Linked DNA regions of Mus musculus: all the other regions are linked to region 4. A link is a contact called in public ChIA-PET and promoter capture Hi-C data. All regions are on one chromosome and are shown on one strand. Each heading gives the region's core, a stretch centred on a gene start, on an enhancer-like site or on the middle of the called end of the contact. The rest is flanking DNA. Distances are from core to core; before and after follow the strand shown.

Region 1 (2,701 bases), core at 37-2,536, 390 kb after region 4:
TGAGACAGCAGATACAGTAACTTTCACCAAATTCAGTTGCTTTATGTCCCTTGGCCTGTGCTGTGAGGACCTGGCTGCCATTTTTAACCCATAGAAAAGTCTGAAGAACAAAGGAAATCTTTACTTTTCTAAGTTTTCCCAACACAACAGGTGCTATGGCTTACTGTGAGGAGTATGGGACTTGGTGGAACCTGGCTATAGCTCACAGTCAAAGGCAGCAGGCCAATCATACCTGCTACTCTGCCTCAAGAAGACCCTGTTTTACACTCTGGTTAAGGGTCTGTTTAAGGGACCAGGATAGCCGTGGAGGAGGGTACTTTAGGTGTGCACAGGATGGCATGGAGTAGGGCCCTAGGGTTGAAGGGAGGCATGGTTAGGTCTCCCTCTTCCTCGACCTGTCCCCCACCTCCCAGAACAGTATTTCCAATCATCTTAGCAGCTAGGCTGTCCACTCTGAAGGAGCTTGCCTGGTATCCTCAGGCTGCCACTAGGCCATTGATCTAACAACAATTGTGAACTCTGCTTTTCAAGAAATTTGATATTTTATTCCTAAACAAAAGTATTAAAGTGGGGGTAAAGTCATGGCTCAACAGGGAAGGGAGCTTGCTGCTCTTGCAGAGAGAGGACTTGGTTCATTCCCAGCACCCAGTGAACTAAAACTGTAGATGGATTTGTAGATGGGATAAATCTCCCACCCCCACCCTACTGGAAAAAAACTGATCCTTCCCTGATGCCACAAGAGTCATTTAAGGCCAGAAAGAGTATTACCTGATACCCGTGTCCTTGGGAAGAGAGAAATTCCAAAAGCTTGGAGGTTTGGGGAAGGGGGAGTGCTGTGGGAGCCTGAAAAGAAAGTTGTAGGTAGGTGTGGAGGAGGGGCACTTAAGGTGTGGGCTGGGTGGCAGGGTGGGCCAGAGCACCCCCAAGGTCCTCCAGTCAATCCTCCAGGAATCTGGGCACCTGCTTTGATTTACAAACTCAAAAGGTTGCACTCCTCCCAATCGTATTTAAGTAACATTGGCCATACCAGAAAGCACAGAGTGGCATCGGTACTTTCCGACCACAGCAGAGCTCCCACCGTCCACCCCACCCCAGCCTCAGCTGATCTATAGAGACCCACTATGGCAGGCTAACAGGAGCAAGATCCAGCTCCCCTGAGGAAGCCTCCCCCACTTTAGTTTAGTTAGCATTTCATTAAATACGTACAGTTTTTCTCCTGTCTCCAAGCAATCTGGCATGGGAGGCTCTGCACCACTATCTTCTTGCTGAAGCAATGAGCCCGCCCCTTTTTCCCCTCTGTCTTCCCTCTATATTTTGTGAGTTGTGGGCGGATTTTCACATCAGCTGACTTGATAAGCTGCCAGAGATTGGGTGCCTACCTAGATCTGGAACTGAAAAACTGCGGCGGGGTGGGGGGAGGGGGAGCATGTTATACTGTAAAAGAAATAAACAGAGTTGAGACATATTTTAGATTTCAAGGTACAAAAAGTAACTTTTTTGAAACAGGGTTTCTCTGTGTAGCCCTGGATATCCTGGAACTCACTCTGTAGACCAGGCTGGCCTTGAACTCAGAAATCTGCCTGTCTCTGCCTCCCCAGTGCTGGGATTAATGGTGTGCACCACCACTGCCCGGCCTTGTGTGTGTGTGTGTGTGTGTGTGTGTGTGTGTGTGTGTGTGTGTGTGTGTAAGGCACTTTTATTGTGTGTGGTGACAGGGATCAAACTCAGAGCTTTGTACATGAGAAGTGTGAAGTCTACCATTCAGCTGTGCCATTGGACACCAGTCAAATATAACTCTATTCACTGCAGAAGATCACTAGGCGTACTTGACCTTTCTCTACTATGCCTGTCTACTTTCTCTTTGCCTCGCCAAAACTTTACTGTTGAGAACATTTCTTTTTTATTATTAATTACTTTATTTATTTACATTTCAAATGTTGTTGCCTTCCTCACCTCCTTTCCATGAACCCCTCATGTCATTCCCCACTTCCTTTCCCCCACCCACCTACCTACCCCTGCCTCAAGCCTAGAGCCTAGAACATCCCCCTTCTCTGGGGTGTCAAGCCTCTACTGGACCAAGTGCCTCCCCTCCCACTGAAGCAGGATGAGGCAGTTAGTCCTCTACTACACATGCAGCTGGAGCCATGGACCCATCTGTGGATACACTTTGATTAGCGGTTTAGTGCCTAGGAGCTCTGGGGCATGCAGTTAGTTGATACAGCTAGCCCTCTGGACTTCTCTCCTGTCTCTTCCCACACCTGATCCTGCCCACCCATTTTTCCCTCCCCCTCCCCTCTATCACACAGGTCCCTTCCTCCCTCCGACTCCCATGATTTTTTGTTTCTCCTCCTAAGTGAGATTGAACCATCTACACTTTGGCCTCCTTCTTGTTAAGCTTCATATGGTCTGTGACTTGTATCATGGGTATTCTGAGCTTTTGGGCTAATAACTACTTATGAGTGAGTTCAGATCATGTATGTCCTTTTGGGTCTGGGTTACCTCACTCAAGATGATATTTTCTAGGTCTATCCATTTGCCAGCAAAATTCATGAAGCCCTTGTTTTTAATAGCTGAGTAATATTTCATTGTGTAAATGTAACACATCTTCTTCCCTTGGGGGACGTCTGGGTTGTTTCCAGCTTTTGTTATATAAAAAAAGGCTATTTTGAACATAGTTGAGCAAGTGTCTTTGTGGGATAAT
Region 2 (2,700 bases), core at 106-2,605, 450 kb after region 4:
ATTTATTTTTCATCTAATCTCAGCTTCAGACTTCTCTGTACTCTATTGATCTTTCTAATCTATCCTCTTATTCACTGACCCGAAGGCTGTTTGCTTAAGCATAATCCATGAGCCACCTCAAATATTTGGAATGTTATTCACACATTTCCCACTGAAGATACTCGTGATATCTAGGGAAGAGAGGAGGGTTAAGTATAGGAAGTGAATTATTAACAAACTTTCAGGTGATTCTTATATATACTAAAGCCTGAGGTCCTGATGTATTTGAAATTTATATATACACTAACATTTCAGCACTGGTTGAAATTAGTACTGTTGCCTGCTAGGTTTAGTAATCTGAGCAAAATAAATACATAGGATCTCTCAGGATGGACAAGTCTGGAGAATCCCATACACTTGTTGAAGTCTTAGGTTTCAATAGCATGAGTATTGAGTGAGGGGACTGTCATCAGTGACAGCTGAGGACATTTCACAGTGTCTTAAGTGATCTGTGAGATACTAACACAGGCTTACCCATACTTCATAGTCATTATGGTCATGGAAAAATGAGTGTGAGCCCCAAGTTGTCTGTACACATCCCCTGTCTCCTAGAACTCACAGCCAGCAGACTGCTGCCAGTACCCGATACTTGTTCAACTCCACTCTGACCACAGAAAGTGGCTTTAAGGAAATCCTTGATTTTCTTCTTCTTTTTCACTTGTGATATGACAATACCCGACATGGGGGCATTTGTGGTCCTTGCTCTAAGGCTCTAGGCCTACAAATCCTTCGATGAGTTAGCACATCCCATAGACCCAAGTCCTCCACTCCCTGAGCTCTGAATGATGGAGCCCTTAGCTCAGAACAGCACTGAGTGGGACCTGCTGCTTTTCCTGTTGTGTTGCCATGGGTTCTCACCACAGCAGCATCTCCACAATCCACAGCTCCCTTCACAGTATGCAAATTTCAGGAGGATGTTAGAGCTTCAACTCACGTCAGATAGTACCGTGGACATTTGTGTCCTAATCCACATTTTCATAACATAGAATAAAATGTCACACATCTTAATCCCTGGGGGCTGAGGGAAAGGTAAATTTGAACTCAGGATAAATATTTCACTCATTGGAGATCTGAGAGGATAACTCATAACGGATGGTTAGAGGAATAAGAACATAAGAAAGACCTTTCCAGAAATTTGTTAGAAACCAAACCGTACGTTCTGTATGTGGCACATTCTTGTCTAAAGAAAAAAAGAAAAGGAAGCCTGAGAGTAGGACAGACACCAGGTCAATAGCTATGGAGAAACCCTCAGCCACCAGTGTGGGCGGGTGTGGACACACACAGCACAGCATACCCAGCGGACTTCCTTTTTGGCTCATTTCACCTCACAGGACTCAAAGTTTGTCCCTGTTCACGAGGCCGGTGTCAAGTCCCTCCATCTACAATGGATTCAACAACACTGGTCTATGCAGATTTAAACCTAGCCAGGATCCAAGAACCTAAGCATGATTCACCTCCATCTCTTTCCCCAGGTAAGCAGCTTGCTTCTGGCATTTGAATTATCTTCCAGAGTTAAGATTATCCTCCAAAACTTATGGGTGTAAGTCATTGATTTAAAGGTGACAAGCAGGTATATGTTAGAGTTAAATAGTATAGCTATCCTGCCTGCAGAAAACCACAGTTCTACAAATGCCATAGAGTCCATTTTTACTCGTGTAGTCAGAAGGAAATCCGAACATTACTTCTCCTATTCTGCCTTTGCTAAGAATTCTAAGAAAGAATATTTTACTCCCATGAGCCAAGGGGTGGTTTAAGAGATACTTGCTGCATTCCATTGCTAATTCCAAATTCGTCTACAGAACATGGACACTACGATCCCGTTCTACCTTGGTGGCAACCCCAGCTCTCCCTTCACAGTGAAGTGTGTAGACGTCATTGTTAATGTCTTTGTCGCCTGAAAAGGAAGACATTCGTTGTGGGGAAAGTCATAGTAAAAATGAAAGGTCTGAATTAAATTAAAAGCCAGTAATTTTTATATATTAAAATTTATTCAATTTGTTAAAAAGCTGGTTCTTTCTCTCTTGCAAAGTATAACAGCTATAAGTGGAGGAACCACAAGTTACCTGAGCCAGTTGGGAATTAATCTTTCAATGCTGGCCAAAAGTAGCACTCTTGTCCACCAGAGGATTTAATGATTCTAGCAAAAGAAATGTGGAAGTCTACCAAGAGGTGAAGTATGTGACATAAGGATGGCTGAGATGTAAGAGAACAGAAACTCAGGTAGAGAGTGTATAAAATAATCATGAAAACAAAATTCTAGTCTGCTGTCTAACTGAACACAGGGCAGTTGTTTTCCAATATGATGTTCTCTATGTGTTGTAACATGTGGACTTCCAACTTTAGTGGTTCTTGTTAGAAACTATTAAATTGTCAAAGGTTTGAGTCAAGGAGAAAGTCTCAGAGTCACCAAATAAATTTCATTATAATGTTTACGTAAGGGTCAGTGGAGAGTGGAAGAGGGCCTGGTAGATAACTCCACGGGGAGTGATGGTGTCAGCTATTTTGTGTTGGGAAAAAGCAAGTCTTTGTTTTCCCATCATGCCTAACAAAAGTGGAGAAAAGACCTTGTTGAAAATGGTATAAGAAAACCAGCAAGATTCTGCTGAAAAGACCCTGATATAGCTGTCTCTTAGGAGGCTATGCTGGTGCCTGGCAAACACA
Region 3 (2,700 bases), core at 152-2,651, 340 kb after region 4:
TATTGTAGCTTGACAGCTAGAAAACAGACCTAGCTCCTTACCCTAAGATAATCCACCATGATACTTACACATTAATAAATTCGTTAACTAGCTAGGGCTGCCAGAATTTTTTTTTTTTTTTTTTTTTTTTTTGGTTTCTCAAGACAGTGTTTCTCTGTATAGTCCTGGCTGTCCTGAAACTCACTTTGTAGACCAGGCTGGCCTCGAACTGAAAAATCCGCCTGCCTCTGCCTCCCAAGTGCTAGGATTAAAGGCAAGCACCACCACCACCCTCATGACTGCCAGATTTCTTAATGACCTCACAAAAACAATATGCAAGTTCAAGCTTTCAAAGATTTAACCTGTTGCTTCTTTACCTAAACTCAGTTTCTATTGACTAAATGCTTCATATTTCCTCTTCTTGAGATGTCATTTTCCTAACATTATTGGAAATGCTGAAGAATCAATCAATCGTCATCATCATTATCAGTAATAATAATAATAGTTTCAGTCAGAATACTTGCTTTAAGTGATAAGCATTAACATTTGCTGTGAATTTTGTATATTGATAAATATCAATCTTGTTTTCTCAAAATCCAGTATTCTTCAATAAATGACAAAAAGAGACATAAAGGAACACAATATAATGAAGCATATACAGTTTGAAACACAAGAAACATAATTTTGCTTACTTTCTGAAGGCTGAAGTAGAAAACCCCATTATATTCTTTTTCTGTAACTTATCAAGAACTCAAAATGGGAAGGAATTGGTCCAGGGAAGTTTCAGCCCCCCCCCACCCCCACCCCCACCCCATGCCACCTCCTTACAATTCAATTTTAATTACAATGGATTTGCAAAACACACGCTCCAAGCTTCCCAGGCAACTTCTGTCACTATGCACATTGCAAAGCTGTTGTCTGAGTTTCCTTCACTCAGGGACATGTAAAGCAAACTTTTACTACAGCAATTTGGTGTAATCCACCAGACTGTAATTTACCAGATCTCTGAGAAGAGTGGACTAGCAAGATAAGTACAAAGAACGAAAGCTGTAGCTACAGCTCTGGCTCTTAGAAGGTGACTCACTGTTCATTTCTCTTGCCTGAGAACTATTCGAGTATTGTATACTCCAATAGAATAACTAATGTAACAACCTCATAGCTAATCCCGACTGCATTCTCCTGCTCTGCAGACCCGCAGTGACGGGCTCACAGACGCCCTTCTGTCCTTATTTTGTTCAAGGTTCAGCTCTTTTGCCTTCCTTCCCTGGTGAAGCTCCTCTCTGCTCTTATAGTTTGGTTCAAATAGTATTGAATACGTACCCACTTCTCCCTCCTGCAGCTGCAAGTGGTGTTGAGCATAGGTAGGGAAGCCCTTGTAATGTTCATCTCAGAGCTGAGAAGCTGAGTTACCACTATAGGATTGAAACTTGAAAGCTGACAGGCACAAATATATGGGATTTGATCAACTCAACCCAACCGGCCAATCTGGTAGCTCGAGCTCCTCCTTCCTGTGCAAATTTGTTTGACTCATTGTAAGAAAGGCATTTATTATTATAGGGTGGATCCCTGGATCCAAATCCATACCCCATAATCAGCATCCAAACGCTGACACCATTGCATACACTAGCAAGATTTTATCGAAAGGACCCAGATGTAGCTGTCTCTTGTGAGACTATGCCAGGGCCTAGCAAACACAGAAGTGGATGCTCACAGTCAGCTAATGGATGGATCACAGGGCTCCCAATGGAAGAGCTAGAGAAATTACCCAAGGAGCTAAAGGGATCTGCAACCCTATAGGTGGAACAACATTATGAACTAACCAGTACCCCGGAGCTCTTGACTCTAGCTGCATATGTATCAAAAGATGGCCTAGTCGGCCATCACTGGAAAGAGAGGCCCATTGGACACGCAAACTTTATATGCCCCAGTACAGGGGAACGCCAGGGCCAAAAAGGGGGAGTGGGTGGGTAGGGGAGTGGGGGTGGGTGGGTATGGGGGACTTTTGGTATAGCATCGGAAATGTAAATGAGCTAAATACCTAATAAAAAATGGAAAAAAAAAAAAGAAAGGCATTTCCTTAGACTGTAATGAAGTGAAACTAATGCTGTAGACAAAGAGATTTTAACAAAGCCAAAAGGGGCTGGATGATGAGACCAGTTTTACTGTCCAGCGGGAATCAATTTGGAAATAAAAGATGACAACAAAAAAACACACAAACACACACACACAAAACAACTACAAAAACAACAAAAAGAAAATATTACCAATTCTTTCCTGCCCTGAATACCACACATCAGACAGTGATCCTCAGGGTAGGTGAGCCCTATGGTGTTACAACTCTGAGTTTTGAGGGCATTATTTACAGGGACACCCAGAGCAAGGTCAGAGGAGTCTCTGTGTTAAAAAGCCCAGAGACAAAATCTCTAGGAGACAGAGTCAGAAAGGAGAGAGTTGGGGATCACAGTCAGAGCTAAACACACTTCTTGCCTCTCAGGGAATAAGAGATCCTTTGTTCGGGAGCCAGATCCTGCCTCAGGACTACAGACTCAGGCTGTCTAATATTACATGTTTACATATGGAAACATTTTGCTACTGGTGTGGAGACAGAATGATAATGCCCACTGCCACTTTTATCACCACAAGGAATGCCTCTAGACCAGTGTTTCTCAACCTTGCCCATGCTGTGACACTTTAATACAGTTCTGCACACTGTGATGATTC
Region 4 (2,700 bases), core at 141-2,640:
CCTGGGCACTCCTATGGAATAAGAAGAAGCTCTCTGTTGTAGAGGGAAAGTAATAGAGGAAGTGCCCAGAGGCCAATGTAGAGGTTCTTCTTGGCTGTAAGGTCTTTGGATTTTAAGGAACCTTTATTAGGAAGCCTTTGGTGAGCTGAATGTTCTCAACAAGATGATATGACATACTTAATCTCATCCCAGCTGCTGTGCAGGAAAGATACTGAGAACAAAAAGGCACATTAGGACCAGCATGTACCTGTCTGTGTCTCAAGCAGACAAATCCACCTGCTGGCTCACCTCAGTTGTCTGTGCCGGTACCTTCCAAGCAACCTAAGCATTATATCTTCACAAAGGCAAACCAGACAACTTTACTCCAGGTCCTTTGACAATCTCTCCATTCTCTGCTCTATTCCATATGTCAAATGTAGAGATCATTCCAGAATGTAAGAAATCATGCTTGTAATTTTTTAAGATCCTCACACTTGACTTACCAAAACAGACATTTTCTGCATTTATGTGGTGCTCAATAACTTATCTGAATGAGATGGATATCATGGGAAGATATGTGTATAGGGATCATCTTCCAAATATCCGAGGCCACAGACACCTGAAAAGGACATGGGGAAATAGAAGGAGATATTCTGCAGTGAGACAAAGTAAGTTTGACAGTGGAGGATGACAAGAAAATGAGCAAGGGATGATGAAATAGATAACTGAAGAGAAACAGTTTTAGATCACACCGAGGAAGTTTCAGACCACAAGCTTTCTGTTTCCTGCACTAAAGCAACTCCTGACACTTGAAAGAACTAGTCTCTGGGGAAAAAAGAAGTGAATGCCACACGTTTTAAATCCATAATTAACTAAATAAAACTTGTCCAATTGAGAGAGAGGGAGAGAGAGAGCCACAAAGATAGAGATTTTAAAATCCCTACTCAACAGTACATCTTCTGGCCACCAACAGCACCTGGTACATAATGGGTATTCAATAAATGCCTGTACCTGCCTACATATACAAAGAAACCAATGCAAAGGATTGCATGAAAAAGTTTTACTCTCTCTTCCAGTGCTTTTCCATGTCAAATACAGCAATCTCAAACTTTTAGCTCCTTGTTTAGATTATACCATTTCCTAAGTTATTTGTGTTTTTAAAAGTTTGTGGAAGGATGTCTTCGATTCTGGGAAAATCCCATTTATCTCTTCCTCTTGAAGCTACAGTTGTGAGAAAGCACATTTCAGACAGCAGGGAAAACCCGCAGCTCACCACAACAACACACGGTGAAGTGTCTAGGCCGCTGGAGCATAAATTAAAGAGAACTGGCTGAGTTGAGTGAGTACAGGGTAGGAGGAAGGGGTGGAGCCTAATCGAGTATAAAGGCTGAAATCCTCCGAGATCAAGACACTGAACAAGACAGCTCCAGCTACATCTCTCCGTGGACCACTTGAGAGTCGCCAGGGACCTTGAGGGGAAAAAAATTAAAAAGGATGGATTCTGAAAACTGTTCTATAACGGAAAATAGCTCTTCACATCTGGAGAGAGGGCAGAAGGGTAAGTCATGTGATTTCTTACATTCTGGAATGATCTCTACATTTGATGTGTGGAATAGAGCGGAGAATGGAGAGATTATCAGAGGACTTGGTTATGTTCTGTTTCAATCAGTAAAAGAGAAACTGGGCATAGGTAAATACCTCTCTAGCTATGAGAAGACAAGATACTTGTATGAGAGAGAGCTATATGACTTTCAGATGATCTTGAAAGGACTTTTCCTTTGAATAGATTTGTAACATCTCAACTCGTGGATTTAAATGATAAATGATAAATTGCCTGGCTTGACCTAGTTATTCTCTATAGTTTTCCCATAACCACCATCATCAGTAAGTTTTATCCTTTTCTTTATGAAGAACTCTGTTTTTCACACAAAGAGTTACGTTCTTGCTCTTTCCTTATCCATTTGCCTGCTTTCTGTGTGTATTCCCTCATTAGTGTTCTCCTCATGAATCCTCCAGTGGTTAGCAGCATTCGGGTCTCCAGGCTCAGAGAAAACAGCATTACACACACCTGAACATGTGCAGTGTCATATGGTGATGCATTAGAATGTAACCCTGTCATTAAAATGTCATCTTCTGCAGAGACCTATGGAATCTCCTCCTTACATTTTGTTCTGTCTCTCTCCTCCAATGAATCACTTCAAATTCTATGACTATATATTTTTCTTCCTTTTTACAAAAGCATGATCACCCTTCACATTTCTGTCTCTTCTGTCTGTTTCTATCTGAGTTGTAAGGAGCCCTCCAGCACTTAGCACTTGGGAATGAGAGTTATTTGAAAGCACGAGCGATCCAGTTAATAAAGGGATTTGCTATGACCAACACCGCCAAGATAGTTGGTGAGGAACGAATTATTTTCTGAGTTTCTCTGTCAAGTTGTCTTGTTGTGTAAAAAAATTAAAAATAAAAAATTTTTTAAAAGTCTCAGTTACCTTTAAAATCTCATCCCTTCTTTGAGAGCATGAAGTCAAAAACATAGATATAAAGTCTACAATATTCATTTTTAGATACCTAAGCAACCCATACCTATATGTCTCACTTAAATTTTTTTTAAAAAGCAGATAATAATGAAACTATAATAAATAGTGGAATGAAGGAAAGACCAAATGCAGAAATTCCTGACCTGGCCTGGGGTCAGCTCCATCTACCTTTGTATATTTAACT
Region 5 (2,700 bases), core at 53-2,552, 350 kb before region 4:
GTGGGGGTTCTTTACAAGAAGATGAAACTGACCCTTTCACAACGGCCTCGGAGATGAAATTACTCAAACATCTTCACTTTCAGTTCCAATTTTTTTCTGAGGACAAGGCCCACATTTTCTAGTTGAGTTGAAGGCTTTGACTCACAAGAAACAGGATCTCCCTTCTCTGCTCAGGTCTGTGAGTCTACATACTTATACATATATTTCTAACAGCTTTTTTTCCCATAAAATAGGAGTTATATGTCAAGTCAGGAAAGTTCTATAACTATTTACATGCCAGGTAATTGTAGCTTACATGTTTGAGTAGAAATACTGAAGGCAAATAGTGCTTTGCTTGTCTGAGGTTTGATATACTCTGTATCACTATATCCAGTGTCCATAACCAGGGCAGTCCTACTGAAGAGTAAGAAGTTATGTTGCTGAAATAATAGGCCCTACCTCTTAAGCAAAGTATATTTTGGGAATTAGAAGGCTGACGTTTGACTGAGAATTAACACACAAATGAAATAATCTTATGAAGGGGTCGTTTTACTTCAGAGCTAACACAACTTCACATTCATGAAGAGACAAGTAGTGTGCATTTCATTCAGTTATCATATTCATGTATGAATAGTGCCCATTTTAAAGACCTGAGCACTATATATTAAACAGCTACTCTATGGGAACACTTCTAGACAATGGAAATGTTGCAATATACACATCTATGAAATTATTTGAATGCAGATGTTACACCACTCAATGTAACAATAAAACATGATGAAAATGGTAACATTTTATTGATGGTGATAGACAGAAGTTTTACTAAAAGATGAGAAAATCTACAACAGAAACTTATGTATCTGACATTTATTTATCTTACAAAAAAATCCATCACCAAGTAAAAACTACAAACAAAACATTTTATGTGCTGAAGTTCAATGTCAGGAAGCCAAAATTTTTTATTAACTATCTCATTGTAAATAAATTAAAAATACTTAATTGATTTTAATCAATTATTCAAACTGTATTTTGAAATAGTGAGTCTTTATTTTACCATAAAAATATTAAATTCCCCCTGTCTTGGATGAGCTGTTATTTCCATTATTTCATATTTAAAGAAAATTCTTTTCTATATTATACTTGTCTAAAACAAATATTTTCATCTCACCATAGAGACAGCAGAAAAAAAATCTGTTAGAATTTACCTTGTCTATATGAGTCTTTTGTGTATTACAGAAATTAGGACAGATTCGGAAGTGGTGTCACATATCTTTAATCTCAGCATTCAGGAAGCAGAGGCAGATTATCTCTGTAAATCTGAGGTAGCCATGGCTGCAGAGAGATACACTGTCTTAAAAAATGTTAGTTAATAAATAACAAAAACTACAACCTGGATCAGTTTCTGAAGTAAATCTCTCATAATTCTCACATAATGGCATTGATTCGTGATCGAAAGTCTCATCACTCAGGTATGTTGTGTCCATATGAATGTATATGTCTACTGCTCTGTAGTGTTAATATACCCAGCATCTATCTCTACGAGGCAATGATAAACATGGGAAACCGCTTAACTGTTTTTCTCATTATGTTCATTTCCTGTTATACTTATAATGCATTTAAAATTTAGTTTTTGAGATTGTGGAAAGCTTTTTCCCTTTAATTCATCATCTACCTACTCCACTGTGAAATCATTTATAACATAGGATGGGTTGGAATAATGAAAAGGCATAGCACTTGGAATCAGAAGAGCTGAATTTTAATTAAACTTTCCAAGCTTTCCATCTTTAAATCGGGGCAGTCCATGGTCTCTGTGCATTTTCATTTTGTTTATACCAATAGAAAAATAAATCATTCTGAATTTACCTTAGCAGAATCCTAGACTATGCAACTCATGGAATATAGAACTTAAAAGTGCCTCTTATTCTAAAAAGTGTTATGAATTGCTCATAGATACTATGCTGAATATCTCTGGCATTCAAAATTTTCACTAAACATAATAACCTGTACTCTTCGGGTCTTATAATTGAATTATATGCAAACAATGTTTAAGGCCAATATTTAAGCCTAAAATAAATTTGATAAAATCTTTTCATTTACACAATGATCAAATTGACAATGGAAATTTTAAGAAAAAAAAAAACCAAAATTTTTTTTTCCAACTTGCTTTGTTCAAAGACAAGACTGTCATATTTATTATAAGACTTAGGAATATACCATTCGGGTCTTTATATGCTCCCAACTCTCAAAGAATTTGGCACACTAGTATTTACTCTTGTACAGAGTTGGCATTATTCATACCAAGGTCATCATGCTTTGTTTCATTGTTATCATGTCCATAGGCTATTGTATTGATGCTTTTCTCTTCTATACTGTAGAGATCTGAATACAGATTTAAATTACTTCTACTTATCAATATTACATCTAGGTGTATTGTGTAATTATATATCCATCTTCCTCTATTTCCTTCCATTGCATAAAGTCCGCTTTGATGTTAGATTTCATTTTACATTATGAACTGGTTTATTTCAAAATTCCGTACTATTTTGCTAACTCTAATTCTCCAAGGAATAAGCATTTTTATGTCTGTTAGAAAGTATAACCATCTTAATAATAAGGTAACAAAAGCAAAGGAAACACATGCTGCCCTTTAAAAGGATGTTCATGGGAAGTATATCCATAGAAAGACAAGGTCAAAGTCAGAGACTTATTTTTCAAATGGCA

Evidence for each region. Promoter capture Hi-C pulls out the DNA fragments that hold promoters and counts their contacts. ChIA-PET counts read pairs in DNA pulled down with a chosen protein or histone mark. Capture Hi-C pulls out chosen DNA fragments and counts their contacts.
Region 1: an RNA polymerase II ChIA-PET map of memory CD8 T cells shows a contact between it and region 4, with 771 read pairs. The contact joins the promoter of Clec2i here to the promoter of Cd69 in region 4. A contact is called at or near these places in 14 of 39 promoter capture datasets (3T3-L1-derived adipocytes, the C10 cell line, the HPC-7 cell line and 11 more), 3 of 484 Hi-C or Micro-C datasets (B cells, bone marrow-derived macrophages and nephron progenitors), 9 of 115 datasets of contacts at active chromatin or transcription factors (the 230-238 cell line, CD8 T cells, DN3 thymocytes and 5 more) and 3 of 9 other capture datasets (adipose tissue, liver and macrophages).
Region 2: a contact with region 4 is called in a promoter capture Hi-C map of neutrophils. The contact joins the promoter of Klrb1b here to the promoter of Cd69 in region 4. A contact is called at or near these places in 19 of 39 promoter capture datasets (the 3T3-L1 cell line, 3T3-L1-derived adipocytes, the C10 cell line and 14 more), 2 of 484 Hi-C or Micro-C datasets (B cells and bone marrow-derived macrophages), 14 of 115 datasets of contacts at active chromatin or transcription factors (the 230-238 cell line, CD8 T cells, the SCID.adh cell line and 11 more) and 4 of 9 other capture datasets (adipose tissue, liver, macrophages and 1 more).
Region 3: a promoter capture Hi-C map of adipose tissue shows a contact between it and region 4, with 4 times the contacts expected there. The contact joins the promoter of Clec2g here to the promoter of Cd69 in region 4. A contact is called at or near these places in 7 of 39 promoter capture datasets (the 3T3-L1 cell line, embryonic stem cells, hippocampal neurons and 3 more), 1 of 115 datasets of contacts at active chromatin or transcription factors (pancreatic cancer cells) and 3 of 9 other capture datasets (adipose tissue, liver and macrophages).
Region 5: a contact with region 4 is called in an RNA polymerase II ChIA-PET map of effector CD8 T cells, with 7 read pairs. The contact joins the promoter of Klrk1 here to the promoter of Cd69 in region 4. A contact is called at or near these places in 2 of 115 datasets of contacts at active chromatin or transcription factors (effector CD8 T cells and memory CD8 T cells).

Annotation. Positions count from the first base shown.
Region 1 is chr6:128,886,172-128,888,872 of GRCm38.p6, reverse strand. It overlaps Clec2i (C-type lectin domain family 2, member i), which reads right to left and starts at 1,286. Exons shown (of 6, transcript NM_020257.2): 1 at 1,207-1,286. The coding sequence starts at 1,238. The region is part of intron 1 of BC035044 (cDNA sequence BC035044); the gene reads left to right.
Region 2 is chr6:128,824,970-128,827,669 of GRCm38.p6, reverse strand. It overlaps Klrb1b (killer cell lectin-like receptor subfamily B member 1B), which reads left to right and starts at 1,355. Exons shown (of 6, transcript NM_030599.4): 1 at 1,355-1,511. The coding sequence starts at 1,424.
Region 3 is chr6:128,933,082-128,935,781 of GRCm38.p6, reverse strand. Clec2g (C-type lectin domain family 2, member g) reads right to left here and starts at 1,401. Exons shown (of 7, transcript NM_027562.4): 1 at 1,300-1,401. The coding sequence starts at 1,365.
Region 4 is chr6:129,274,059-129,276,758 of GRCm38.p6, reverse strand. It overlaps Cd69 (CD69 antigen), which reads left to right and starts at 1,390. Exons shown (of 5, transcript NM_001033122.4): 1 at 1,390-1,537. The coding sequence starts at 1,474.
Region 5 is chr6:129,621,285-129,623,984 of GRCm38.p6, reverse strand. It overlaps Klrk1 (killer cell lectin-like receptor subfamily K, member 1), which reads left to right and starts at 1,302. Exons shown (of 8, transcript NM_033078.4): 1 at 1,302-1,448. The coding sequence starts at 1,412.